Linked DNA regions of Mus musculus: regions 1, 2, 3, 5 and 6 are each linked to region 4. The links are chromatin contacts, called in public HiCAR-type, HiChIP or PLAC-seq and promoter capture Hi-C maps. All regions are on one chromosome and are shown on one strand. The core of a region is the stretch at or near the end of the contact, and the rest is flanking DNA. Distances in the headings are between cores, read along the strand shown.

Region 1 (4,279 bases), core at 1,139-3,638, 1.8 Mb after region 4:
CTTCTCATTCAGCCGAGTGAAGAAACATCAGCCTAAGAACGTGAAGGAGTTCCAGTTTTTCCCTATTGCTAGACTGCTTTACAGAAAGAGCTGTACAGTTGCTGCATGATAGAAAACAATTACATGCAATAAATGATAATGACTCAGAAAGAATGAATTCTTATTTAAAGCACATTATGGGCCACTTGTGAAAAACGCTGCAGACTCCAAGCAGGATGGAAGAACATTTGAAATAGAGTTGCTCCTCTCTGCACAGGAGCTGTTCCGTGAATGCATGTGCTTAATGCCATTATAAAATATCACTTCCGATGCCTGCCTCCCTCTATTTGCCGACGGTGTACTCTTCAGTCACAAAGTTATGATTCATATATATCAAGTCACTTAGCACTGCTGGCAAGTGTTTGCCAGTCTGGAATATAAAACAGAGAGGATAATAAAACCTTAACAAGCAGCAATAAAACTAATGAAATATAATCTCAAATATACTACTCTAATGCAGCCAGAAAGGAAACGCCATTATCCAGTCCTAAGGAAGAGGAAATGGAGCTAGCTCCGTAAGAACACATAGTCACTGTGGCAGCACGCCTCCTGTCTGAATTAGAACTCAGAGAATATTCAGACTCATTACAGCGTGTAATTATCATGGCCAAACAGCCAAAGAGGGCAAGATGAAGAGGCAACAGCCCACATATGCTTACCTCAACTCTGGATCGAAAGCAATTGACCTGAAATGTTGTTATTGTTAAGACAGGCAATCTTTCATGCTGAAGAGAAAGTTCAGGATAGCCAGAATGAGCAGCGTTGAAGAAGTCAGTTGTGACTTCCAAGATCAATATGTAAGCAGGCCGCAAGTTTATTTACATACGATTTACATGTGCCTGTAATAACCATGCAATCTAGCCCAAATCACTTCAGATTGCTGTCATTATGGTGTCCCTTGAGGCTGCAATTTGACAATAGCTCATTTCCCTATTGACTTTTTCTCATTCTCATCTGTCCTGGAAAACCTTCCATTCAAATATTAAGAAAAAGATGAAAAAAAAAAAAAATTGGGGAAGAATGCCTAGGGAAGGAGGGCTGAGGAGGGAAGGCTGAGAATGGAAAAGCACAACTTGTTCTGAGCCCAATCTCCGTGGCGTTGATGCCCTGTCCACACAAGTGACAGAGGGGAGTGGAGAAAACGACAGACACCAGACTCAGCCAAAGATGAAATCACAGCAGACAAGATTTCACGTTCTCTGAACAGACACCCACTGTGGCTATGCATATGGTGACGTCTGTGCGGCCAAGCAAAGGGAAACAGATCAATGACTGTCTGTTCTCAGAAGCATCGACCAGACAACCAGCGGCTTTCTGCGTGTTTTGCATGTCCAGAAGATATTTGCAAGACTTAAAGAAATCTGTACCAATGACCGTGTATACCTACCCCCTCCCCACTCCCAGTGAAACTCAGAAAACATGGGAGTTCATGGAGGGCCAAATGATGAATGACAAAGAATGCTGTTCAGGTCTGTTTAAAATCAACAGCACTAACAAGGAAGTGAAAAGTACTGCATATAGATTGGAAATCAAAATCAGAATTTATGTTATCCGGAAGAAACCAGTGAACTAACAGAAACATTTTCAAATTAAATGAACCCAAGGCCTGCGAACTTCCCTACTGTATGCTGCATAAACTAAAATATTTCTTAAACTATTCACAGGTAATACAGTGCTTGAAAATACAACAATGGAAATAATGTATTCATTAAAAATGCATGAGTAAGTCGAATGATTTCCTATTTTGTGCCTGTACTTTAGGAACAAATATGAGAGTTAGCGCTCATATAAATAATGAAACACATCTTATTTACTTTCTGTTTCCTCGTTTATGTTTTAAAATATTTATGCTCCTATTTATTGATTTTGTTCTCACTTGGTTGATACAAATATTGACTTCAAATTTTCCCCCTTTAAAAAAAGAAAAACAATGCTATTTTTCTACCTGCCCTGAAATGTCAGTGTCTTACTAAGTCACTTATAATTCAGTGTGATACTTTTCTGGGTGTCCTGAATTAATTCTACAGGAAAAAAAAGACTTTTCGTAGAAAGGAAGTGATGAAATTACAAGAATTTTCATAATTGAAGAGTTAATATAGTTTCTTTTATATTGAAATATAAATGTTTGATCATGCTTTACTTTAAAAAGAGAACCAGACCCCTTTAACACGTGCCTGCTTTTAGCGCTCTACGGTGGAGTAATTCTCAGTAGGATGGGCATAAATTCACAATACTTTAGTATGAAAAATGTTCTGTGAAGTAGGAGAATGCATTCGCAGTTCAAGCGCATAATTTACATTGTTGAAACTTACGTGCTACTTTCACTTATACGACATTCGTGTACCGCCCCCTAGTGGTGGCCAAACATGCTACAACCAGTCCCATAAACCTCGTGGTTTCTTGTTTTGTTTTGTTCTCTTCTCATGTCAGAAACCATAGAAACGAACCGAGAAAAACAGGTTACCTGTACTATTCTGATCCCATAGATGTAAGCCGAAGTACTTCTGTATAAACAAGATCAAAGTGAGTGTTTCAAATCAGAGACAAGTTGGTTGACCTGATAAGATCACAGGGAGAGAATAGCATTTCGCGTGCTAGGGCTGTTTAATATTCTGAGTAGCTTGTACAAGAGGTCTCTCAGTTGTTCAAAGTTGCATTATTCCTAAAATTCACTTTCAAAGTCACAATTACAACCAATCCACTGCTCCATAAACCATGATGCCTGTATCGAAAACCAGAATCTGATTCATGAAAGGAAAAGATAAATAAATGCCTTTGTCAGGAGTGGGCCGAAGGGAACAACATTAACTAGGGATTACCTAGATCTTCCCAAAATATCTTTGGGAATATCTTCCCAAAAGCACACAAATGTTTGCCCAGCTTCCTTCAGTCAAAGGTTTAAAAATTCCCCCAGACTTGGACTCACACAAATCCTGATCAGAATAAACTTATATAAATAGATTTATCTAAATCAAAGTCACAAGTCAAAGTCTGTATTCTAAGGTCAAAGCTGAGAAATCCAAGATTCAGTTTGATAATGGGATGACTGTGGATTTCAATGAAGAAGTTTTAATTTATGAAAGCTTAAGTTTTGTTTCCCTAAAGGAAAACATTTTGGTCTTTTTCATTGGCTACTTTATTTACTTGTAAATGTTGTCTATCCCCTTTCCTTGTTTCCCCTCCAGAAATCCCCTATCTCATCCCCCTCCCCCTGCTTCTATAAGGGTGTTCCCCCACCTACCCACCCACTCCCACCTCTCCGCCCTACCGTTTCCCTACCCTGGGGCATGGAGCCTTCTCAGGACCAAGGGCCTCTCCTCCCATTGATCCCAATAAGGCTGCATATGCGGTAGTGAAGTTCTGTTACTGACATCCCTCATCCAAAAAGGTGCCCGATAAAATGAGGTAACTTAGGTTTTAGCTGATGAAAAAGAGAGAAGAGTCTTCATTTTAACTCTAATATTTCAATCCTTTTACATATTGTTTCAAAATGTTATTTTTAACAACTGGTTTATAACTAACGTAAAATCTGAAAGTGTGAGTGAACTCCAAAGGTCAAAACCCGAACTCACTTTTTTTCTTTTCCTTCTTGAAGATCAATCACAGGTTTCTTTTTTCCTTAGATAAGAGATGTAAGATTCTCAGCAGATATAAAATCAGCGTGAACAAAAACCGAAGCATAAATCTCTTCTCTCAAAGCTTCTCTCATAGTACAGCTCGTTTAATACAGCGATCTTCCAAAGCGTGTATAGTCTTATAAACTGTCACATATACGAACATGAGTCTCATTGATCTTGGGTAGAAATTCTTATCTGAGTATAAGAAGAAATGGAAGGAACAAATACCATCTAGTAAGTAGATCTGTTTCACTAAAGAAAGAAAAAAAATGTATTGCTCGCAGGTGGAGGGCTGCGGCTAAAGATGAAGTGCACATGGTTAGTTTCGTCGTGTTTGTTTATTGTGGGAAACAAAACACATTCAGCCAGTAGACAGAATTTAGTTCATATGACTTCGCGATGAAGGGTGGTAAGGATACAATGAAAAGCAGGCCGCACGTTAATTGCCTATCAGTTGCAAAACACTCTAATTTAGTCCCCATGGATGCTGTGGCAGAGGTAGCATAGGCCTCCAAAACGAAAGTGCCCTGAATCTACCATCCTTGTGGAGGACGCGGGGTATGACGGTTCAAGGATCTGGCTCTGGGTTATCTAAGCTGGATGAGTGGGCAATCTGGTAGACA
Region 2 (4,912 bases), core at 1,755-4,254, 2.0 Mb after region 4:
TCTTGCAGATGTTGTAGCTTCATTTATTCCCATGAATTATTTTAATAAGTTTCTTGTTCTTGTGATTTTTATAATTCTCTTTGTTGTGATAGCTTTACACATGTATGTATGTATGCTGATTTATTTACATAAAGCTGTTAGACAACTAGACAGACGAAAGGCCATATTTACAACTCCATAATATGCTACATTGTTATTCCTAACAAATCTGCTTAAAGAAAGAAAAGGGAGGTGATGTAGTGATATGGGCAGTAAAGCCTTTATGCTTGGATTTCAGAGAAATGTTTTAGCAGAGCCTTTGCAATGTTTAGATTAATCCGTGGAGGCTGTGAAATTGTTTGAGACTGTTTGAACCTTGAAGAAATGTCCCCCTGGAAAGTCTGTATTAGTTCCTGTGTGAGATCTTGCAGCTGTCTAAACCTTGGTCCTAAGACACTCAATGGAAAACTTGACATTCTTACCATGGGCTCACCATGGTCAAGATTTGTATGGGTTGTCTGTTCTAACTAACGAATAAAAGTAACTGGAGTGAGGTAGTCAGGTTCAGTCTTTTCCAAGAAGGCGGAACCCCTCTGTTCCTTCAGAAAATGTAAAGGTTTATCATCTTGGTAAGCTTCTCTCTATTGCAGCACCTGTGACCGACACCAACCATTACCAGTGTGTCCTTTGCAAAGGCTGTCAGTTTGCTGGAGTAGACCTCCCACTCACAGCATTATTTTTACCTTTTTAAAGGCAGTCCCAACAGGAGATACCGAGGAGTCAAACTTGTTAGAACATATTACATACATATATATGTACATATGTGATCTCCACATGATATATTTTATGTCCCCCTATAAAGGGAAGTTTAAGACAACTAAAACAATTAAAAAATGAGGTCATATTTATGTGTTCAAGCGCTGGATTGTCAGCTTAAATTTCTGTACAATGCCCAGAGACCCCCTACACTAAGAGGAGGCTCACCTGAACTGAAATAGCCTCATTGCCTGATTCCAGGCAACTCTGTGGGTTTTAGTTTTAGTTTTGTTTTTTAGGGGTTTTTTTTTTCCTTCTGCCATTTGTCCTAAGGAATGAAGATCTCTCACAGTACCAAACAGGTTTTCATATCCAGTGGGCCCTTAACATTTTGCCAACATAAACAAGAGTTGTAACATGACTTGTATAAGTATGAAAATTCATAATCATTGAAAGAAAAAAAATAGTGTGGGAGTAGTTCTTGGTACATTGTTTGCCTAGCATTCACAAGGCTGTGGGTTCAACCCCTGGCAACCCCATAAATTAGTCATGAAAGCATACCACAGATAACCCCAATACCTTTGAGGTGGAGGCAGTGGGATCAGTTTAGGTCATCCTTCCTTACATGGTGAGTTCAAGGCCACTCTGAACTACCTGAGATGCTATCTCAAAACAATATTAACAAAGAAACAATAAATTCTTATATTTGGGGTAGGTTGTTTCTTATACCATCAGTAGCTCAAAACAAGTTGCTAATAGATCTGACCTTTTGAAGTTTAACATCCTAATAGGAGTCTACCTCCTATTTTCTAGGTCTTCTTTCACTGCAAATATAAATCTAGTATATTTACTAGTAGGTGCATTTTATAGTGAACATAGAAAATGCACAAAATCTCTGAATATAACAGCTAAAGAGTAAATGAATTACTTTTTCTCAAATATAGAACAGGTGTGTATTCATGTAGTCATTTGCATACCAATTATTTTATTTTATACTGAATCAAAATTCTAACACACTATAGATTACTGAGGAACTTACAAAAAAATAACAAACAAACAAAAAATAAAACCAACTAAGCTTTAAATCACATTCGTGTAGAAGACATTTCCTTTGTATAGGATTTGGAGAGTCCAGCACCTACCTATCGCATATCCTATACTGATACTTTGAGCATCGAGTGCCATCTCAACGTGAAGATGCCTAGTTACTATAGGAGACCAAATCATCTCTGAGACATTTCTGGTTTGTTACCAGAGAACAAGGCAAATGCTAATGAGTGGTTATTCCTAACAATGTCAACACTGATGCTTGAAGTAGGCCAGGGCCTTGGTGAGTCCTTCCTGGTCCTTGGGAGTGTGGTCTTAGTGCTTGGTGAAAACAGGTATTATTCAAGTACCAATGATGTGACAGTTCTTATATCAAAGTCCAGCCACCTATAATAAATCAGCCTATTTAAAAAACAAAATTGAAACTGGAAAGCAGAAAAAGGCCGTTTATTCAAGGTGACCACATTGGGAAGAGGAACAAAGACATCCAGTGGAACCCCGTACCCAACCTCCGCCCGTGTCTTTGGCCATTGTCATCCGGGTTCAATCTCACCCTGTTAGAAGACGCTCTGACATTTTAGAGCTGTTGGAAAGCTCTTTCCAGAAGACAAGTTTCCCTATGGCTGTCCCCTCTTTCCTTCTCTCAGCCTGATACTTTGGGTCCATTCTTTCAGAGGCTGATAGATGGAGACCTGAGCATGTCTGGAAATATCTGCATCCCTGTCGAGCTGGCTACAGAGCATGCTAACGGCCAGCCCTCAGCACATGCCCGCAGTCTCAGTGGGGGCAGTCGGTACTTCCGGTGTAACATTTATCACTTCCCAGTTTGAAGATAGAGTGACTCGGGCAAATGTAAGGAGAGGCGCGATTTAATCTTTCTACCGCTTTTCTCATCGCGGGGTTCGGTTTTGTAAACCAGCAATGCCTGTGCATCTAAAACACTGATACAGGTCTTCTCTCGACCCCATGAACAGAGACAGGAAGGGTGACTCTGTAAACCAGCACCCACACTCCACCCTTCGCTCGGGGTTCGCACCCCAGCAGCTCCGGAGTCCCCAGAGAGCTTTGGCTCCGCCTCTTGCAGGACCTGAGTCTCCCGCGAGATTTTTGTCTACAATCTCGCGAGACCGGAAACAGGAACTGCGAGCCAGCCCATCTGTGACCTCCTCGCAGGACCCGGAAGTATGGCGTTTCTTCGTGTTACCCCGCGCGAACTCTAGCGGAGACCCGTAGTTGGCGAGCTCAGGCGGGGACCATGCTGACTCGGGTGAGGCTCTGGCGGTCGAGCGCCCCGGGCTGAAGCCACCGAGAGGCAGGGTGGACTGGGATGGGACCCGCACTGCCCACAGCCCGGAACCGTGCTGAGTGTGTTCCTGGTGCTGCTGCTGTCCCGCGGGCCGGCGACATTGTCACTGCGAGCTTTCTCAGCCCTGGGTGCACCCCGGTGATGAGGGGAGAGCCAGAAAGTTGGGGCGATGCTTATTTCCGTAAATAAACTTTGGAATACTTTTTTCTTTACAGTCTTACTTTAAAAGACAAACAACAACAACAAAACTTTTATGGCTTCTGAATTTTTTTTTTTTTTAGCATAGATTCACCTCTAACACTTGGTAATTACCACTTCGAGAAAAACCATGAAATAATTTTGTTACAAGTAAGGAGTTGATCCAACGGCAGGAACTGACATTTTAAAAATCAGGAAGCCCCACTCCTGACTAGCTATTATTGGCAGTAGCTGGCTTGAGGCCGGGAGAGAGTTGTCTTTGGGGTATGGCTCCACACCCCCATGTGCATAACGACAGCACTAATTGTTCCCGAGTGGATTTTTTAAAAGGACATGAAGTTGGAAGGGGAACACACAGTGGGAGTCTGGGTGGAGTTGGAGTGGTGTGGAGACGTGTTTATTAAAGTATGTTGTAGACAGGTATGGAAGTCTCCACGAATAAGTAGAGATATAAAGAAAATTTAATGTCACTGTCAACTTTCAATAAATATGTGATATCACAGTGTGTTGTCAGCACCTTTTTCTTATCATCATAGCTGAAAGCAAAATCAGAGGGGAAGCTTGCCAAACAGCTATGCAGAGTTGTGTTGGATCAGTTTGACAAACAGTATTCGAAAGAACTTGGGGATTCCTGGAGTACAGTAAGGTCAGTATGGTTCGTCTCTTGATATTTTGTGAGAGGAAAGGGAAGTATGTAGCAAATACCTCCTTGAGAGTGGCACAGTCCAGGAGGGAGGAGGTGACTGTACATTTTATGTGTGAAGGAATCACCTGGCATGTAGAAATGTGGGGCAGATAGTAATGCCCTCTCAAGCACTTGGCTTTTATCTGTAAAATGGGGAGGCACCACATTTTAAAACAACGCTGTAATAAAAATCCTAACTTGGAAGAAATTTAACTTAATGAAATTCAGGTAATACCAAGTCCTTAAAGTCAGTGTTCCTCTATCTTAGCTAAAGTCAGGCTTTATTTGGCAATTATTGTCACCATGCCATCTGTATGTGGAGCACATGTGCACATGGACAGACCAATCTAAATAAGCCTAGCATGCATGAACATGGCCAAGTGGCCATGGTGGAACTGGCGGGGAGGGAAGGCAGTTGGCATTCCCAGAGCGGGGACTAGACTGTAGGTTGTCCTCTGACCTCTGTGTTCAGCCGTACTCCATATCTCTGCAATAAACTCCATGACTTCTTTAAAAAAAGTGACAAATATGATTTGTGTTTTGATGAGTCTGAGCTGTTGATCGGAATGGTAGTGAATGGGGATTTGTATGGAATGCCTGATTGGTATATAAGATACCCCCTGGAATACAAAGAACAGTATAGTCCTCCTCTCTAGTTTACATGCAGTCTATTCATGGGAGAAGTCAATGGGAGGGGCACCGTACCATTCCAGAAACATGCATCAATAATAGGGCATTTGATTTATTTCAGTGTGTGGGTACCAGTGACAGCCACTGGTGACTTTGGAATTAACTTGACAAAAGGAACCAGACATTCAGGGCTGAGGGAAAGTTGCCAATCTGTTTTGCACAGCAGAGATGAAAAAGCGGTATGACTGGATAGTCTGAAAGTTAGCTCAGAAAGTAATGTCTCCGATGATTGTTTTATACCATCTCTTCTG
Region 3 (4,608 bases), core at 1,325-3,824, 1.8 Mb after region 4:
CACCACACAGGCAATCCTTAGAATATGTGCAACTCCCAAGAAGTGTTCCATTCCTGCCACAAAATTACAATTAGAATTAGATTCCTGGCATTTCATTGAAGAAAAAAAAAACTAATTCTCTCACCTTATTCACAATATTATTACACACTTTGGCTCAATATTTCATAACCTCATGCAATAATTACTTCATTTGAAATGTGATGACATACTTCTTCTAAGATTCTATCTACAGGAATGCCTGCCTTGTTTCCAGTGTCCTCTTTTAGGGTCTAAAACTCTCTCTGACACTAAGCATAAGTTCTTTAATAAAGAGTGATATAATCTGGGATAGATGGGCCTTGTGAGGGTGCATCTAGCTGTAGCTTGATAGTCATACTTCGTCTATAGACACTCAGGTTAGCTGGCAGATAAGATTTCAATAAAATAGATGCTCATATCTGATTTAGAGCCTTTAACTTATGTAGCAGGGCGCCCTTGGGTAACAGCATTACAGACTGTAGAGCATGCATTTTTGCTACTAGTCTTTTTCTGAATAGGCAGTCAATACACACATGCACTCAGCGAATGTAAAGCAATCCTGGAAATGCCGGAAGTACAACAATAACTTCACAGGGTTATTGATTTCCCTTGATAAACTTATATTGATTCTTCATGTAAAATTCATATTTATCATCAAATTACCAGGGTGAATGTGAAAAGCATGTTTTCAATTATTGTACAAAGCAATTATACATCCAAACCTGTGATGAATTATGACTATAACTGACTGATCTATTATATTAAATAGCAGTGCTTCTTGATTTCCAAATAACAATGTGTCTGTTGAAGTTTTCAGTCTTATCTATTACATGCAGAAGAAATTCTTTTATTCTTTGTCCTTTTCCGACCTATCAAGAGGTACATTTTGAAACAAATGCTATTCATTGTTTCAGTTCTTGGGTAGTCGTCATCTCTTCATCAGAACTTCTCAATACAGAACCTTGATGTCTACTGTCAACAAAAATTATAACAGATAATCCAAGACTAAGATAGCATAAGTACTGAAAGGAAAAGCCATACTAAGAAAGGTCTGCAGAAATATGCTCTGATAGTTCCTTCTCATTTCTCTCCCTTTTCACACTGGCCTTACATCAACTTCTTTTAGGCAAAATACACATACGCACAGTGGTGCTGAGAGACAAAGGTCCTATAGATATGTTATGCCCTATTCCCATTGTACAGCCATACAAACTATTGCCCTGACCCCAGCTTTCATAAAGTCCCAATTCTCATAGATGACAAAAAGCTATGAGATCTATCAGGAGATATTGAGCAGTCTTAAGGAAGAACTAGAAGAAAGGCAAGAAAGCTATGACTGTGCCTTGATGGCTGTGTCTCTTCATAGTTAGAATAACACTTTATGGATAAACACCTTTAAGTCTACATATGAGCTCTTCCCATTACTCCATAAATGTACTGGTTCATATTCCCACATACCTGCACTAATAAAGTTTTATTATCCTTAAAAAGCCCTATATTTATTTTTATTTTATATTGTGGTTTTGATCCTCCCTGGTGGACTTATGTAGAAAATCATGGGAAATATATGTAAGAGGACACACTTATACAATATCATTAACCTAAAGGGGAGACCTGACCCATTATGACTTGGGAAGAAAATCAGTTACTCTACCCTCCTCATAAATCTTCATTAAAACTCCTTTAAAATCCACAACACAAAACTCACTTCTTTCATTCACTGCCTCTGGTTCGGGCAGACAACTCTAGTTCCCCCTGGGGTATGTGCTTTGTTTTGTTTGGCTAACTAAACTGGTCTAACTAATATTGTCTGCTTCTAAACTAAATTCTTTCCTTCAAGAGACAAGAACAGAGAATCAGTAACACCTCTACTACTGTCAAATATATAGTAGACAATTTCATGAAAAGAAAAAGTCATAGCACACTAAAAAACAAAAATGTTTTCCTAACTCATAAGTGGTAAGGGAAATAAAATCCTCAATTTCTGTTATGGTTCAAATGTGCAACTCTTCGACAGTTCATGTTGCTATGAACCCATTGTGGCTATGGTAAGAGATAGGAATAAGCCACGAATGGTGACACCTTCTTGTAATCCCAGCCCTTGGGAAACTAAAGCAAGAAGATCACAAGGTTCAGGCTACATGTGACGATATAGCAAGACCCTGTTATTAAATAAATTTAACAAACAAATTAGAGGTAGAGTCTATTGGGAAAGTGATGCTGTCTTGACTGGCAAGCGTTGGGTGCTAGATCAGTAGTGACACAGTGTTATGGATAAACCCACCTTGTTTCTAAAGAGAACTGAGTTCTGCTCCATAAGAGGGTCATGCCCAGTGCTGTAGACATAGGGGAAAGTCCATGAGTGGATAAATCATTGTGGAATATGAGTGAACCCATATACTTATTTTGCTTATTACTTATTCTTATTTTGCTAAATAGCCATGTTGTCAAACAGACTCATAAATACTTATGCATTACCCATACACTACGCTGTACTCAGTCCTGCTCAAAGAAGCTTCTCTTTGTACCAAGTGGCATGCAATGCAGAGATCCATAATTAATCACAAATGTTGAGGGCTAATCCTTAGGCAAGACAACCACGTCACTTTACTAAAGGTTCAGGGAACATTATAGAACAGGGTCTGGAAATAATTAAAGAGCAGAAGGAGAAAGGGCAGCTGTGGAATGCTGTCTTAGGAGCATAGCATGGCCACGATACTCATGAACTCAGAGGAGCTCCAGTTGCTCCATAGGGCCTACACAAAACAGAGCCCTAAAATCAAACATAGATTGGACATGGGATCATCTCATGGTCCCTGGCCAAAGAAAGCTCTTGGCATTTACAGGCTTCTAGGGAAGACAAAGTAATACTCTTCAGTAAAATGGCTATGTGTATGTTACTCATAATCCGGTAAGCATCATGCCTATGCTCACACAAGTGACCCAGGTAAACCCGGGTATTAACAAAGCAAAAATGAAAATAAAACAAAAAAAAGGTATGAAAATAAAAACAAATAAAACAAGCAACACCCAAAACCAAAAAGGTATGAAATTAGGATGGGTACTTGGTGGAAGAAGGTAAAGACTGGTGAATGGAAAAATGAGACTGAACAGAATTTAGTTCATCATACATGAAACTGTAGATAAATAACTTAAATTTTAAATGTTTTTTATATACAGGGTCTCTTAATGTAGCCCTGGCTGAACTAGAACACTCTATGTAGAACAGTGATCTTGAACTTGCAGAGATTCACTTTTCTCTGTGTCTCACATTGTAGGGTTAAAGGTGTATACCACCATACCTGCCCTAAGGAATCAATTAATTTTGAAAGGGATCATGGGCAGATATGTGAAGAAATGGTATCCTCTGGAGAATAAAAATCCCAAGCAAAGGAGAACATTCAGGAATTTGGAGGTTGAAGTGAGGACACATAGAAGATACTTTGAAGGTCCATGTAGCGTTCATACCTACAAAGAGTATATGATTGTGAGCGATGACATGGCATTATATTTTAACCAGTCAAATAAAAACTCTGGTCAAAATATCTACCTGATGTCAGGTTGAACTGAATGTGGGTGAAGCAAGAAAATAGAAACCAGATGAGCATGACATCAAGTTTCAAGCACGAAAATATTTGCACTAGTATTTGCAACTACTATTTTCTACTAAAATTATTTAAAAAATGAAGAAAAGTATTGGTACATATTTGAACTATGACTTCCTGAGGTTGCACCAATTAGCATTAATTCACATTCTTATGTAAGCTTTGCTCTTCCAAGTGATCACACTTCTCACCGAGAATAAATACCAAAGACAATGTGCTGTCACTTCCGAAATTCAGAGAAATTAATTTCAAACCAACTAGGAAGCTTCTTCACTTCCTATACAGGCTGATGACAGAGAAACAATATGAAGGATCTTACCCAACACTGACCCCTGTGTTCTCCAAAACCGAACTTCCAGCCAAGATATGCCCATTTGTTGAGTAGTAGCATGATTTTTATGAGGTAATGAACCACTTTCTGATTAGATTTGAGACCTGCTCTGCAGGAGTGAATTTCATGCCTCATCCTGTACCTTGGTCAAAGGCTCCTGGCTGACCTGAGGTAGAACCTGCTATTATTACTTTGCTAAATTATAATGCTGTCAACATGTCTTCTAAGTGTTTATGGCCATACTGGTAGATATGAATGGCCTTCAACTTCAGTCATAGAAGTTTCCTTTTGCTATAGTAAGTAGTAAATACAGAGATGCTGAAGTCTTCAAAGTGCTGACATTAAGAGACTGAGTGTTCAGTCCTAATAAGGACATCACTCCAAAGCCCAGCTAACATCATGGAAGATGAAGAAAGGATATAAGAGATAGGGGCCACAATACTCATGAACTCAGAGGAGCTCCAGTTGCTACATAGGAAAAAGTGCTGGGAAATGCTGTCTCTCAGACATGATATTGCTACCACATATAAATGCACAGCATCTGTCTTTATCTGCATAAAACCTACAGATCAAACCAGCTAACAGACAGCATAGGCGGGGTAAATTATCACAAGGCTGCACTGCTTGCTGAGAAGTTACTGAATGCCAGTTGCT
Region 4 (4,919 bases), core at 488-2,987:
GCCTTCCTAGTAATATTTTGAAGCAGGGACATGAATAAACGGTAGGAAAAATGAGCTAAGGAAAATGTCTAAAGAGAAGACCCTCTTAAGTAAAACATCAAGAACATAGGCTTTGAAGCAGAGACCTGCAATACATGTCTAAGGTAGTTATCATAAGGAAACCCTTGAGGTTATCTGCAAGAATTGTTTAGAAATAAAAGAACTGAAGTCAGAGGTCAAACATAAAACACATCTACAGAATGGCCTTCACATTTTTAGATCTGCATGATCCAATCCAGTAGCCACTTGCCACATGTGGATATTAAAACTTTATTCAAATTCACACAAAATTTGAAATTGTTCTTCGGTTTTACTACTATATTTCGAGATCTCAAAATCCAGATGTGGACAGTCGTTAGTATGGGCAATACAACAATATTTTCATCATCTCAGAAACCACCTTGGGCAGGGTTTGAATCAATGGCTCACCTGGGCATGATTTTCCTTCTCAGGGAACGTTTGTTAGCCTGGAGGTATTTTCACTTGTATCAAGTGAGAGAAGGGGCACACTATTCTTTGTGGAAATGTAGGGATGGTGTTAGGCATCCTGCAACCTCTACAGCAATAAATTACCCTGCCCCAAATCTCAATAGTTCTGTATTTAGAAAAAAAAAAAAAAAAACTCTAGAGCCGGGCAATGTGGTGCACGCCTTTAATCCCAGCACACGGGAGGCAGAGGCAGGCGGATTTCTGAGTTTGAGGCCATTCTGGTCTACAAAGTGAGTTCTAGGACCGCCAGGGTTACACAGAGAAACCCTGTCTAGAAAAACCAAAAAAAAAAAAAAAAAAAAAAAGAAAAGAAAAGAAAAAAGAAACAGAAGAAGAAGAAGAAGAAGAAGAAGAAGAAGAAGAAGAAGAAGAAGAAGAAGAAGAAGAAGCAGAAGCAGCAACTCTAATAGAAATCCAGTTTCTCCTTCTAATATTCATAACACAAATCACTTTCCACCCACGGTGTTTCCCCACACCAACCAAATGACTACTAACTGCATTTAGGGGACACCAGCCACTAATTCAAATCTAATGGCAGGCAGGTCCTGCAGCTAGAGGCGTAGTCCCAAGATTGTGTGGCACCCTGCCCCTCCAGCTCCACATTAGATGCAAATCTGAAGTCCCAGGTTGTTTCAAGTATACTTAATGACCAACCAGCTGGCAATTGAGGTTCAACTGAGATTCAATTAATTGGGTTAAATTAATTATCTAGCTATCTCAAAGGCGGAGAAGCAAGTTATAGTCCTTTTAAAACCTAGAGCGTTTCAAAGTGTAGTCTAATCTTTGTAGCTAAAGAATATCAAAGTGATGGCTCCCCTAACTCAGAAGCGGCTAGAAGAGGACAGACCTTCAAAAGTACAGGGGTATGATGGAAGCTCTCTTGGCCTCTCCACCCCTGCCTCCACCATCAGGCACGCGCGCGCATGCGCCGCACTTTAAGTCGCCCCTTCGGAGGCGCTCCCCCCCACCCCCCACCCCCAGGTTCGTTTCTAGCCCAGCCTCGAGTGGAAGGTGGATAGATGCTCAGGACACTTCTTTAAACCGCGAACTGTGGAACTCTACTCCAATAGAGGCCGGAGCCCCAAGTCGGAACCACATTTCCTCGCTGACTTTCTGAGCTAGCACTTCCGCCCAGAGAGGGGCTGGAATCTCCGAGACCCTTCCGGCGCTTGCGAGGGATTGAAAAGGCACTTCCGGTGTCTGTTGCCAAGGCGCCGGCCGGCCCGCGGGCCGTGAGGGCGACACTGGTGGCGTCGTCCTCTGCCCCCCATCCCCGGGGGCGAGATGTCGGGGCTCAGCCACTTAGAGTCGGAGGGCTGCCGAAACCTACTCGGCCTGCTGGACAACGACGAGATCATGGCCCTTTGCGACACCGTCACCAACCGCCTGGTGCAGCCTGTGGACCGCCAAGGTAGGCGCCGGCAGGGGCCTTGTCACCCCCAGGGGTCGGGTCCGGTCGGGTCCGGTCGGGTCCGGTTGTCGCCGAAGCCCAGGGAAGGCCTCCGGGTTGGCGCTGCACAGCTCTGCAGCCTCCCCGCCCGCCGGCCGAGCCGGGTCCCGGCGCGCTGGTGAGTCGGACCGTGGTACCGGCTGGGCAAACTTTTGCGGACATGCGGACCCGGATGAGCACCAGATGAGCCCATTCCCATGATTTTTAAGAGCATCCCAGAGTATGTTTCAGTTTTCAGTTTCGATCTCCACGGAGATCAGTCAGCTCCTGCTGTTTTCTTTCAGCCCGAAGGGAAATAATAAACACTATTTGTCAGTGTCTTAGGTAAATACCCACCGAAACAAATAAAAGGCGGACAGTTTTAATCCACGTATGTCAAGGAATGCTCAGCCTCTTCGTCCTACATTCATTCCTAGTTGGGAAGTAGCAAGACCACAGCTTCTTTTGTTTTTGTTTTTTAAATCAAAAGGTTGTATAAAAGACAAAACGGACATATGTACGTTGCATTTATAAGACATTAAAAATATCCTTACTAAAATACATTAGTGAAACGAATGTTGTTGAAAAGAAAGGGATAGAAAATGACAGACAAAACAAAAAGAAGAACACCCTCAAGCCTCCAAAACAAACCACCAAATTTAGTAGCTATTCTGAAATGGATGGGGAAAAGGTGATAGCGTCTTTAGGGAAGTTGGAAATAGGGGCATCAAAGATACTGTGTGTCTGTGGAATAAGATCTTTGGAAGGTAGATGTAATGAGTGCATTGTCTTTTTCTTTTTCTTTTTTTTAATTCTTGCTATTTTGCAGCAGTAGTCTATTTGAAAGATATTTGGTCTGTGCTTTCAGCCCAACTTTTTAGTTTAAAAACATCTTGATGCTGCTGTTTTTCAGCTTCGATTATCTGTAAAATCAGAAGTTTGACAACATTCCTTGGTATCATATATTGTGATTTTAATCATTTTTTTCAAGGTTTATGGATCTTAGGTATTTGGGGCATAGAAATACATTTTTTTTCTGGGTCAGAAATTTTCTGGGTCACTGTGTAGTCCTGGCTGTCTTTGATTCACTTTGTAGACCAGGCTGGCCTCGAACTCAAGAGATCTGGCTGCTTCTGCTGGGTCTAAGGGTGTGTACCACCACTGCCTAGCAAGGTAAAGGAAGTTTAAAATTTAAGGGATTAAAAAAGCAGACAGATGAGCCGGGCGTGGTGGCGCTCGCCTTTAATCCCAGCACTGGGGAGGCAGAGGCAGGTGGATCTCTGAGTTTGAGGCCAGCCTGGTCTACAAAGTGAGTTCCAGGACAGCCAGGGCTATACAGAGAAACTCGGTCTCGAAAAACCAAAAAAAGAAAAAGAAAAAAAAAAGCAGACAGATGGGTAAGTTCTTGCTTTTCAAGCCATAGGCCATGTTGTATAAAAGCAAGAATCAGGACAAGAGCTTAAATCATTTTCAATAAAATCAAAACTTTTGCTGAAGTTGGGCAAATTAACAAGTGCCTTGTAACTGTCTGTTATTTGTTGTTACTTCTTTTCCAGATGCTATTCATGCAATATTAGTGTATAGCCAAAATGTAGAAGAACTTCTGAGGCGCAAGAAAGTCCACCGAGAAGTCATATTTAAGTATTTGGCAAAGCAAGGGGTGGTTGTACCTCCAACTGCTGAAAAACACAATCTTATTCAGTATGCAAAAGATTACTGGGCAAAACAGTCACCAAAACTGAAGGACACAGCAGAGCCAGTTACAAAGACGGAGGACATCCAGCTCTTTAAGCAGGTATATTAGATTTGTACTTACATTCCAAATCCCTATTCTGTCTGAAACTGTGCACAATCCTGGCTCTGAGGTGCATGGTTCATAGTCCTTTTGTTTTCCAGTCTCTGTCTCCTTTACGTGCTTCAAGACCATGAAAGTAACTAAGATATAGAATATTTCTCAGATTTATATATGTGTATGTAATCTATTGAATTGGGTGTTAGAGTGAGAGTCTTTCCATAAATGAGAAATATTATTATAAAGTATACTATATGAATATTTTCATTTTAAATGAATTTGGAAAGCTGTTATAAACTATTTCATTTTATAAGTCTGCATTCGGTAACTATGTAAAAATTTCACTTAAGTTAAAAAAAAATTCCACTTTCCAGTTAATCCTGGTTGCTCTCAAGTATGTGTGTGTGTTCGATATTGAGGACTTAATGTAAATTGACTGAGCTCTGGATAATTGCTGGGCTTTTACAGTAGGCAAAGGTTCTGTTTGCTTAATATGCTGGAAAACATGCTCATAGCAATTTAATATACTAAAAAGAAAAAAAATGGTCATGTTTATTGCGAAGACATGGAAAATATACTTAAAGATATCACAGATCATGCCAAATATATTGAATAGCAGGTACTTTGTTTAGTATAGAATAAGGTATGATATCTTATTCTTGGTGAGGTACTATATTTTGAAATATATAGAAGCATGAGATCTAGTTTATAGGGTTGTTTTTATAGTAATATTCCCTTTTAATTAAAGAAAAGAAAAAGAAACAGTAGCTGGTTAGTGGTGGTGCATGCCTTGAATCCCAGTACTTGGGGGTGGGGAGAAGCAGAGACAAGTAGATCTCTGTGAGTTCTAGGACAGTCTGGTCTACAAGTTCAAGGACAACCAAGGCCACACAGAATCCCTATCTCAAAAATCAAACCAAAAATAGTATTAATTCCACTATAGAAAATTACCCATTTCAGTTGACTTTGGAAGTATCTGTTTAAAGAGGGTAGGGAGGCAGTTTTTACAAACGATTCTGACACACTGGTTAGGAAAAAAAAGTCATTTTATGCTAGAGCAGATACCATGAGTGGCAAGAGCTTAATTAAGTAGAATTCATGATAATGTTAGAAAATTGTACAAATTTCTCATGAATTTTATTAATTACGATAGTTGTGTTATTTTTATAA
Region 5 (4,497 bases), core at 1,014-3,513, 1.9 Mb after region 4:
AGAAGATGGGTCAGTAACACACAGAGAAGACTGCTCCACTCAAAAGGGAAGTCTAGATAAGGCCAAATGAGCCTACTCAAAATAGATATCCTCCTCTTCCCATTTCCCCTTTCACCACAAGCTCTCATGAGTGATTAGCAACAAATACAAGTTAGTTGTGTGTATATTTCTTGTTAATTTTTGTGGTTTTTATTTATGCAAATACATTTGGAAAGTCAGTTGATAACTGAATACTTCATTGTTAAATGAAGCCTGGACGGTAGCACAGGCAAGCGATCCCATCACTTAGAAGGTCAAGGCAGAAGGTAGCCTAAAGGCAAGTCAGAACTACAAAGCAGGACTCTGGTTTTGGTTGTGAGGTGTTGTCTATTTTTGTTCATTCATTCTCTCAAGAAATAACTGCTCTGGAAAGGTTTCACTTATTATAGCATATTTTGAGGACCATATAATTGATTATACATGACGTGTTTAACATTCTAATTGTATCTCACATTTCAATTCTCCTGGACCTTCGAGTTTGGGGATGTAGCTCACTGGCCTACCTTGTACCAACTCCCAGATCCAATTCTCAGCACCACAATGAAAGGCACGACCAGCAAGACCCCAAAACACAAAGTCAAAATTTTAGGGAAGAGAAACAGCACATAGGTGTCTGTTTCTTCATCCATAAACCAGAGATGGTTTTTCATCCAGGCAACAAGACAGGATGTTGCCATCACAGTACTGAATATTCTTTCTGTGATGTCCTTGTAGAAAGAACTTGTCTAGTCTCTGGGTGGCAAGTCAGCCACTGTTGTCCCTTGCTCTTTCCCCAAACACCAACTCTTGCTTTGTCTTTTGTTGTTGTTTTGTTTTGTTTTTATTTGTTTGTTTTGCTTTGCTTTGTTTTGAGACAAGGTTTCTCTGGGCAGCTGGGCTGTTCTGGAACTGTAGATCAGGCTGGCCTTGAACTCAGAGATTTGCTGACCTCTGCCTGGAGAGCAAGTGGCTGGATCAGAGGCACGTGCCGGCCACCGCCCTGCTGCTGTCGGAAAACATTTGATTGTCCTAATGTACAAGATAGATCATGTGCAAGCATACAGTCACATGCGGCTTTGTTATGGGGGCTTGGCCGTTGAAGTTTTGTAATTGTAACTTGTTTATCTTCAATATAAAACAAATCAGTTATAGTCTGGTCTTTAAGTTAGTTATAATTTTAAGAATACCTGCATCTTCTTATTACTTAATAAAAAATTGAAATTCTAGCAAACGCCTATTTAATTAACCATCCTTGAAAGATTTCTTTGATACTCTTAGTCGCCTAAATGTTATGCAGTTATTTCTCCCATGCCTGTTTCTGGGAATCCAACAGAGCAGAAGAAAGCACTGTTAATTATGAACACATTTAAAGTTTTGAAAACAATTTTGTTGACAGTTACAACGTACCAAACCTGTGTTGCTCTTTATATATCCCTAAGAGAAAACTCAATATGCTCCCTGGAATCTGGGAATGGAAGAAGGGGGAAAAAAATCAAGAAACACGACAATAAGGTGCAAAGAATCCGTGCCACCACCGCAGATCAGTAGCAATCAAAATCCTCAGTACAAAACGATCCTCGCTCCAAGATAATATCCAACAGCAACTTCTTACGCCAAGGTTAGGGAATGATAAGTAAACTCGCAGTGATCCTCAAACAGTTTGTCAATGTGAGACGAGCCAATCAAGTACAAAGTCCAGAAATTGCAAAAGGAAGGTTAACTGTAAGAGAGGGTGCAGGCTGGGATCGGAGGGCACCGAGGGTTGACTTAGTTTTCCTACCAATGTTTAGAACTATGCTCATCCAATTCCTATGACACTTGGTATCACCCAGCTTCTTGCATCAATCCTGTGGACAATGACTCCCAAAGCAAGGCAAGCTTTGATCTCGTCCCACGTTTACTCAGTCCGCCAGATCCAGGCTGCCGCCACTCTCTGAGACGCTGGGGGACTTACTGGAAATTTAGGAAGCAACAAGCTGTCCAGGAGACAATCCTACCAGCCAGGGCATGTAGGGACCAGAGAAGCCTGAAGATATGGATTACTTACAGTTTGTCTCTGAGACAGGGATCACCAGGGCGAGGCAGGCCAGTAGCACCCGAAAGCGTGCGCTCAGGACCCTCATTGCTGAGAGGATGGCCGGGGGTCAGGGCTGGCGCAGCGGGGACCGTGCCTGCGCTAGGGCGGCCGAGGGAAGCTGCGAGCCCGGGCTCTGCTCTCCCAGCTCTGCCGCGGCCCAGCCCGAGCGCGGGCGGGCGGAGCAGCCAGGGGCGGAGGGGACCGCCCGCTCCCAGCCCCCAGCCCGGGAGGGGAAGCGGTGACTGGGACATTTCCTGGAAGCTCTTCGCAGCTGGGGGGCGGGGGTGGGGTGGGGAGGGCCGCGGGAAGGAGGTCGGAGGCCGAGGGAAGCTTATCAGAGAGGTCCTTTGTCACTGTCCCCAGCCCTGCTTTTACTTCGTTTCTTTAGAAAGTTGTTTTCAAAGGGTGAAGTATCTCTCTCTCTCTGTCTCTCTGTCTCTCTGTCTCTCTGTCTCTGTCTCTGTCTCTCTCTCTCTCTCTCTCTCTCTCTGTCTCTGTCTCTCTCTCTCTCTCCTCCCCTGCTCCTACCTTCTCTAGCATCCCTTCCCCATTCCTCCTCCACCCAGCTTCCCTTCTCCCCACCCCACCCCATTTCTTTCCAACTCCAGAGACTGCCAGCCAGTCAGGATGTCAACTTAAACTGAAGCCAACTTGGACTTTAGGAAGAAGGGTACTCAAAACCAAAGTAGTGGGAGGAAAGAAAATCGAAAGGTTTGATCACCCACAGAGTATTTCCTCAGAACAGCTTGTTTTGGTGTTAGCATTACCCTTTTGGTTTTTGTCAGGCATACACGTGTAAATCAGGCTTTCCCTGCTACTTGAAACTAAACTGCCTGGGTTGAAAACATAGAACTTGCTCTTAACACTGTTTTATAACTTTAAGAAAAGAGCTTACACTTTTAAGTCCTAGTCATATCATCTGTAACAGAGATAAGAGGTTTTCATCGTGTTGACATGAGACTCTATAGATGCTATCGATATGAAACATTAAGTCCATGCCAACTAGTAGAACTCAACGCACATAGAGTATATTAATCCTTTTTTGTCCAATTAAAACATAGATTGATTTTTTTGAATGTGTGTGAACGAAACTTACTAGGCAGAATCATATTTTAAGGGTCATTTTTCCTCTCTCTCTCTCTCTCTTTCTCTCTCTCTCTTTCCTTTGTTATTTAGTGATCCAGTGGGGATGCAAGATGACTAAGATGGGAGTCAATATTTTTTCTGATAAAATGTTTTGGGAAATTTCCATTCATTGAGGAGGAGGAAGGAAAACTTTTGTACTATACCCGTCTATGCTCTATGCCATGCTAAATTAATGTATGATAGACTAAGAGGACAAAATGGGGCTGGAGAGTTCACTCAGCTGTTAAGAGCACTGGCTGCTTGTGCTGCCTGCTTGCTCCTCCAGGGGTCTTGAATTCAATTCCCAGCAACCACAGGTTGGCTCACAACTGTCTGTAATGAGATCTGATGCCCTCTTCTGGTATGTGTCTGAAGACAGCTACAGTGTACTCATGTAAATAAAAATAAATAATTTTAAAAAAAGAGGAGAAAATAATATTCAATCACATACATATACAGGAGAATTTCACAAATTCATGAGATCCAATGAGGTGGCCAGATGACTGAGACATATGGCAACTTAAGTTGAGGAAAAGGACTTTGAGGCTTACAGCCAAGGAGTTGAATGCGGGGAGAAGAAAAGTCAGGAAGAGACAATGAGTAGAACTGCATGGTCAAAAGGGGTTGCTTGCCTTATTGTCTCTCTGGCAACAACAATTGTTCTGGGTTTGTTCTTTCTAGTATGGTAGGAATCATACTAACTGGGCTGGTGAGATGGCTCAGCAGGTAAGAACACTGACTGCTCTTCCAAAGGTCATGAGTTCAAATCCCAGCAACCATATGGTGGCTCACAACCATCCCTAACGTGATCTGACTCCCTTTTCTGGAGTGTCTGAAGTCAGCTACAGCATACTTACATATAATAAATAAATAAATCAAAAGAAAAGGAATTGTACTAACTAAAAAGAAATGCTATAAGTATAAATTTCTGTTGTAGCTTGGATTTTTTAAAAATTACTTTAAAAACATTTACTTATTTTAATGCATGTGAGCTTTACCTGTGGGTATGTGAAGGCGGATGTACCACCACAAAGAAGCCAGTTGAGGTCCCCTGGAACAGGAGTTCCAGATGTGTTTTGAGCCACAGTGTGAGTACTGGGAACCAAACTCAGGTCCTCTGGAAGAACAACTACTCAAACCCCAAACCTCTTTCCAGCTCCTGAAGCTCCAATCTTAGCTGCTTCTGAAAGGTTCCTGTGTTAAGGGCTTTGTCACCAGCCTGTCGTAAAAACACCAGGACTTGGGACCCAATGAAAGGTCACTGAGGGTGTGTTGTT
Region 6 (4,344 bases), core at 1,084-3,583, 1.0 Mb before region 4:
TAAAGCACTCAGAGACAGTTCGAATTGAAAACTAACTTTCATGATTAATGATTTTTCATTTGTCTAATTCGGCCTTTGATTTTTCTTGCTGAAGGAGAGTAACAATGGTGACCTCTCCCTACACAATCATATTTCAATGGGATTAATTTCATAATTCCATAGAAGACGACCATGTTCACAACATCTATGATTCCTTACTTTTTCAGGAGAGAAAGTTAATTCTCTGTATATTTAAAAACATCTAAGTCTCCCGCTCATCCACACTCCAACTAATGTTAATTGAAGGCCTCTACAGCATGAGAGATGGACAAATACCCAAGGTCTCTGCCTGGATTGAACCTACGACGCTACTATTTTGTGTCAAAGAAAACATGATAAGTCAAAATATTTTTGTTTGCCATTCTTGACCACAAAATACAAAAAAAAAAAAAAAAAAAAAAACTGCTTCTCCTATCTCTCCCATCAAAGGTAATTTTGTTTTAAAATAGTAAAGCTTTCTAATTTTAACGTAAGTAATAAATACTAGCAAGGAAGTGGGGTCTTCTGTCTTGTGTCTCATTTGGTCTTCATTAAGATGGGATTGTTTAACGATGACTCCTGGACTTGTACCCTTTCAAAGTTAGCTGAATCTGACAGCCACTAAATCTCATACAGAGTTATAGTCTCTTTCCCAAAGAGTAGCCCTATACTTCTAGAAAAGGGACAGGGGCAAAGGAAAAAATAGAAATTCAAAGATCAGATTGCTCCAAGGGTCAAACCCTGAAGGCCAGAATAAAACATACAGTTCCTAAGAAATGAAAAACAAGTCGAAAATCCTGTTAATCATTATTTTCTAACTATATCTAGCTGTATTTTTAAGTTTCAATGGAATTAGCCTACTCTAATCCCTGATTCAGTATAGCCCCTTGTCACAGGCACGTTTTACTGTTTTTAACATTGCTCTAACTAAATTTTGTTGCACTTGCTGTGTGGCCACAGAGTAATCTCAAGAATTCCTAGTGGCAAGTTCTTCCAGTGTCTACCCTTATCATCTAGTTTCCAGGTCCCTTTTACCAACATTTTCAGTCTCTTGGCTGGGTGGGGCCCAGGCATGCAGATACTCCTGGCTACCTTGGGCTAAGAAACACAAGTCCACTGAAGAACACCAGAAGGCTCTGTGCTTTGTTAGGAATAGAAAGTCAATGAAGAGCCTTTTGAGAATCCCTGTCTAAATCACAGCCGCAGGGAGAAAGGCAATGGATAAATTCTAGGAACACTGAATGTGTCTTACATCCGACCAGTGTTCCACCCTCAAAGTCCCAGTACTGTCCCAGTCCCAGCTCTGTGAGCTCCCTTCTCAGGTACCCTCTGCTACCTCAGTTACATACTTCTGCCACTTACTCCAGAAAACGCTGAAATACTTTACTTGCCCAAGGAAACAAAGTATTTGAGTTAAAAGTTTACTCACACAGTCCTAAGACAGATGCCTTTCGTGAGCTTCAGGGAACTGAGTCCTAAGGACCAGCGAAGCTGGGAGCAAGAGTCTCTGAGTTCAGGTGACACAGCTCAAATAAGCCCCCGGCCAGGTAAAACCTTTCCAAGGATCCCAGCCCTGCCATGCTCAGTTCTGCCCTTCCGGGAGTGTCTTTTTCTTCCTATGGTTCCCAGCAAGTCCTAAAGCATCTTTCACGCCTCGGGACCCGGCGGGGCACGGCATGAGCCTGACACCGATACCCGGTGCCCCTCGTCCCCGCCCCCGGAAGGCTGCCGGGCTGGTGACTCACCTGCTGGCCAGGTTGGGGAGCCGGATGATAGCAGGCTGTAGGGCAGGTTGCAGCTGCCACAGGGTTGGGCAGATACTGGGGCGCTCCATACGGCTGGGGGTGATACATCACCTCCGCACAACTCATGGCAGCGGGGCCAGCGGCGGCCCCGGAGTCGCCGCCGCCGCTCTAAGCGCTGGCGCAAGGGGCGCCACCGCCACCGCCGCCGCAGCTGCTGTCCGCGTCGCTGAACCAGCTGCTACTGCGGCTAAGGCGGGTCCTCGGCGGCCTCGGGCTCCGCGCCGGGAGCGAGCTCGGGAGGGGTTGGCAATCAGCGGCGGCCCATGCGCGGGCACCTTCATTTTCAGCCCCTCCGGGTGCCCCCTCTGCTCGCGCTTATATAGCGACGGGACGACGCTGCAGCCCGCCCCGCGGCAGGAGCATGACAGCGCTGGGCTCAGGCTCAGGCAACCGCATCCGAGACAGGAGCGTACTCCGCAGTACCAGCAGCAGCTGCTACCCAGTCCGGGCTAGGGCCGCTCCAGGAGAGCAGCAGTGCTTTTGCATACACACAATGCACGCCCGGGACTCGTCCTATCACTAGCGCGGGCGGCTGGGCGAGGACCGGGAGGCGGGGGCAGGGTAGCCGGAATGTGGGGAGGCGGGGTGCTTGCCTCCCCAGCTCTCAGGAGCAGTTTATCAGAAAAGTTCCATCAACTCAGGTCCACAGCGGGCGGGTCGCCCAGCAGGGGGACCCTGGGGAGGGCGGCTGCGGATTGGAGCGAAGTTTGCAGCCCTCTCCGCCTCCGGGCCCAGTGATGCTGGTGGGAGGAGATTGGTATGCGAGAGGCTCCGCGCCCTCAAAACTCCAAGGTTCCCCACCCAGTCTCAGTCACCTGGCGGCCTGGACAGAGTTGCCCAAGTTCTGGGAGTTTTTTCAGAGAGCATCAACTCCGATGGTGCTAGAACCCGATTAGAGGAAAGCCAAGTGTAAATAAAGAGAGTTATAAAACAGGCCGGGGGAAAAATATGGGCTTAGTTCCTCCATTAAAAATAGACCAAAGTGAAAGTTAACAGTGCCTTGAAGTGCCCACAGGCTAACAATAGTTGTTTCCTTGCAACATCTTCACTTAAAAGGCACATCTTGGTGGATTGGCATCCTGGCGATGTATATATATCTTTCCTGGCCTTTATAAGCTGGCTTGAATACAGCAAGAGCAAATAATTGGCTACCATTTTAATGTCTTGTTTATATGCATGTAGCTTAAAACCTTCTACAAATTGAAATAAAAAATTGTTTTTAAAAATATAGTTATACTCCAGTGAAATCATCAAATCTAACTCAATCAACCTTTACCTGTCTGACAAACAGAAAATTTTCAGTAAGGACCAAAAGGCCTAGTCTTTTTCAAAAGAAATGTCTCTTTCTTTGTCGAATGCATTAATGTTGCATAGAGTAAATCACACACACACACACACAAACCAAAGATCATACTTTGAAGCCATTATGCCCTCCCACCAGGACCACCTCTGTTTTGGGGAACAGTTCATGTGTGTGGGCATGTCAATATCTCCCCTAACACTCACACCAAGATTGTGTTTGGTATTTTGTTATGCCATAATGGAATTTCTTCACTCATTCATTATTTTTATCAATCAAGTCTTAAAATATGACTATTAAGAGTTTATGTAGGCCCACCAAAAAAAAAAAAAAAAAAAAAAGAAAGAGAGAGAGAGAGAGAGAGTTTATGTAGTTCAGATTTTAAACTGTACTCTTTCTGGTAGAACTTACTTTATGTGATTATAACTCCTTTGTCCCAAGTTGATATAGCCTGGTTAGACCCTTTTCCAGTGATCTATGCTCATGGTTACAGCTTCTCTCCAGGCAGTTCTGCGAGGTACAGTCATAACAACAGCCACCACCCACATTCCAATCTGAACTTTGTCTAATGGTGTCTGTCACAGATAATAAAACTCCACCTCCCAGCTGAACTGGGAATAGCTGGGAAGTTCGCAACCTTCCCTCTCCTCACAGTGCCTGCATCTGGTCTTAACCTTCAGTAAGTATATCCTAAACTCTACACTTCTGCTTACATCTCTTACTGTAAGCCCTAGTTTGTCCAGCTATCTCATTCAGATTCTTGAATGACGCTTATTACTACTTCCCCAGCCCCATAACCAAACATCTTCTAATCCATTCTTCAGGACACCTATTCCAATAATGATCTAGCCTCAGTAAGCCAAACAGAGCCTTGATGCTTTGACTTTTTTTTTTTTCTTATGAAGGACAACTCACTAATCTAAAAGTTACTGGCTTGCAGTAACTTTTAAGCCCTATTTGTACAGAAATCTAACAGAAGACCTCTTCTTTGTAATGTATTTATTTTTTTCACGGGTTTGCATGAGTGAAGATATCTGAATGTGTGAGGTCATCTGTAATGTACACAGACATATACATTATACACAGTTGTTTATTTGTTTATTACCTCTCTGTAGGATGAACTGGGAAGTAGTTGAATCAAGCACTCAGAGTTTTAGGCTTCTTCCTCTCTCAGTTCTGTCCCCAATCTCCTAGGAGACCTCCTTCTGGAAGGCTGTGAAA

The links. Promoter capture Hi-C pulls out the DNA fragments that hold promoters and counts their contacts. HiChIP or PLAC-seq counts read pairs in DNA pulled down with a chosen protein or histone mark. HiCAR-type assays count read pairs that join an accessible place to other places.
Region 1: a contact with region 4 is called in an H3K4me3 HiChIP or PLAC-seq map of embryonic limb bud, with 14 times the contacts expected there. The contact joins the enhancer-like site here to the promoter of 4930453N24Rik in region 4. A contact is called at or near these places in 5 of 39 promoter capture datasets (cranial neural crest, embryonic stem cells, frontonasal cranial neural crest and 2 more) and 7 of 115 datasets of contacts at active chromatin or transcription factors (cardiomyocytes, embryonic forebrain, embryonic limb bud and 4 more).
Region 2: a contact with region 4 is called in a HiCAR-type map of astrocytes, with 9 times the contacts expected there. The contact joins the promoter of Nsun3 here to the promoter of 4930453N24Rik in region 4. A contact is called at or near these places in 10 of 39 promoter capture datasets (the 3T3-L1 cell line, 3T3-L1-derived adipocytes, the C10 cell line and 6 more), 2 of 484 Hi-C or Micro-C datasets (CD4 T cells and CD8 T cells), 7 of 115 datasets of contacts at active chromatin or transcription factors (astrocytes, embryonic forebrain, embryonic stem cells and 4 more) and 3 of 9 other capture datasets (adipose tissue, liver and pancreatic islet).
Region 3: a contact with region 4 is called in a promoter capture Hi-C map of second pharyngeal arch cranial neural crest. The contact joins the enhancer-like site here to the promoter of 4930453N24Rik in region 4. A contact is called at or near these places in 6 of 39 promoter capture datasets (cranial neural crest, embryonic stem cells, frontonasal cranial neural crest and 3 more) and 5 of 115 datasets of contacts at active chromatin or transcription factors (embryonic forebrain, embryonic stem cells, neural tube and 1 more).
Region 5: a promoter capture Hi-C map of embryonic stem cells shows a contact between it and region 4, with 9 times the contacts expected there. The contact joins the promoter of Pros1 here to the promoter of 4930453N24Rik in region 4. A contact is called at or near these places in 15 of 39 promoter capture datasets (the 3T3-L1 cell line, 3T3-L1-derived adipocytes, the C10 cell line and 8 more), 2 of 484 Hi-C or Micro-C datasets (B cells and the G1E-ER4 cell line), 10 of 115 datasets of contacts at active chromatin or transcription factors (astrocytes, bone marrow-derived macrophages, embryonic limb bud and 6 more) and 3 of 9 other capture datasets (adipose tissue, liver and pancreatic islet).
Region 6: a CTCF HiChIP or PLAC-seq map of the NIH/3T3 cell line shows a contact between it and region 4, with 6 read pairs. The contact joins the promoter of Vgll3 here to the promoter of 4930453N24Rik in region 4. A contact is called at or near these places in 3 of 39 promoter capture datasets (the 3T3-L1 cell line and liver) and 1 of 15 datasets of contacts at CTCF or cohesin (the NIH/3T3 cell line).

Annotation. Positions count from the first base shown.
Region 1 is chr16:62,938,915-62,943,193 of GRCm38.p6, reverse strand. No RefSeq gene overlaps it. Among named protein-coding and RNA genes, the nearest start is that of Pros1, 87 kb to the right of the region's middle. Within about 2 kb of position 2,388, at least 37 of the 459 cell types and tissues checked have an H3K27ac peak or open chromatin away from gene starts, as enhancers often do.
Region 2 is chr16:62,784,808-62,789,719 of GRCm38.p6, reverse strand. It overlaps Nsun3 (NOL1/NOP2/Sun domain family member 3), which reads left to right and starts at 3,004. Exons shown (of 6, transcript NM_178925.3): 1 at 3,004-3,049; 2 at 3,823-3,932. The coding sequence starts at 3,038.
Region 3 is chr16:62,993,772-62,998,379 of GRCm38.p6, reverse strand. No RefSeq gene overlaps it. Among named protein-coding and RNA genes, the nearest start is that of Pros1, 140 kb to the right of the region's middle. Within about 2 kb of position 2,574, at least 3 of the 459 cell types and tissues checked have an H3K27ac peak or open chromatin away from gene starts, as enhancers often do. A contact at or near this core is called in second pharyngeal arch cranial neural crest, where this site is marked.
Region 4 is chr16:64,767,757-64,772,675 of GRCm38.p6, reverse strand. It overlaps 4930453N24Rik (RIKEN cDNA 4930453N24 gene), which reads left to right and starts at 1,737. Exons shown (of 3, transcript NM_026273.2): 1 at 1,737-1,939; 2 at 3,514-3,752. The coding sequence starts at 1,813.
Region 5 is chr16:62,852,073-62,856,569 of GRCm38.p6, reverse strand. Pros1 (protein S (alpha)) reads right to left here and starts at 2,263. Exons shown (of 15, transcript NM_011173.3): 1 at 2,066-2,263. The coding sequence starts at 2,141.
Region 6 is chr16:65,813,178-65,817,521 of GRCm38.p6, reverse strand. It overlaps Vgll3 (vestigial like family member 3), which reads right to left and starts at 2,333. Exons shown (of 4, transcript NM_001368760.1): 1 at 1,764-2,333. The coding sequence starts at 1,889.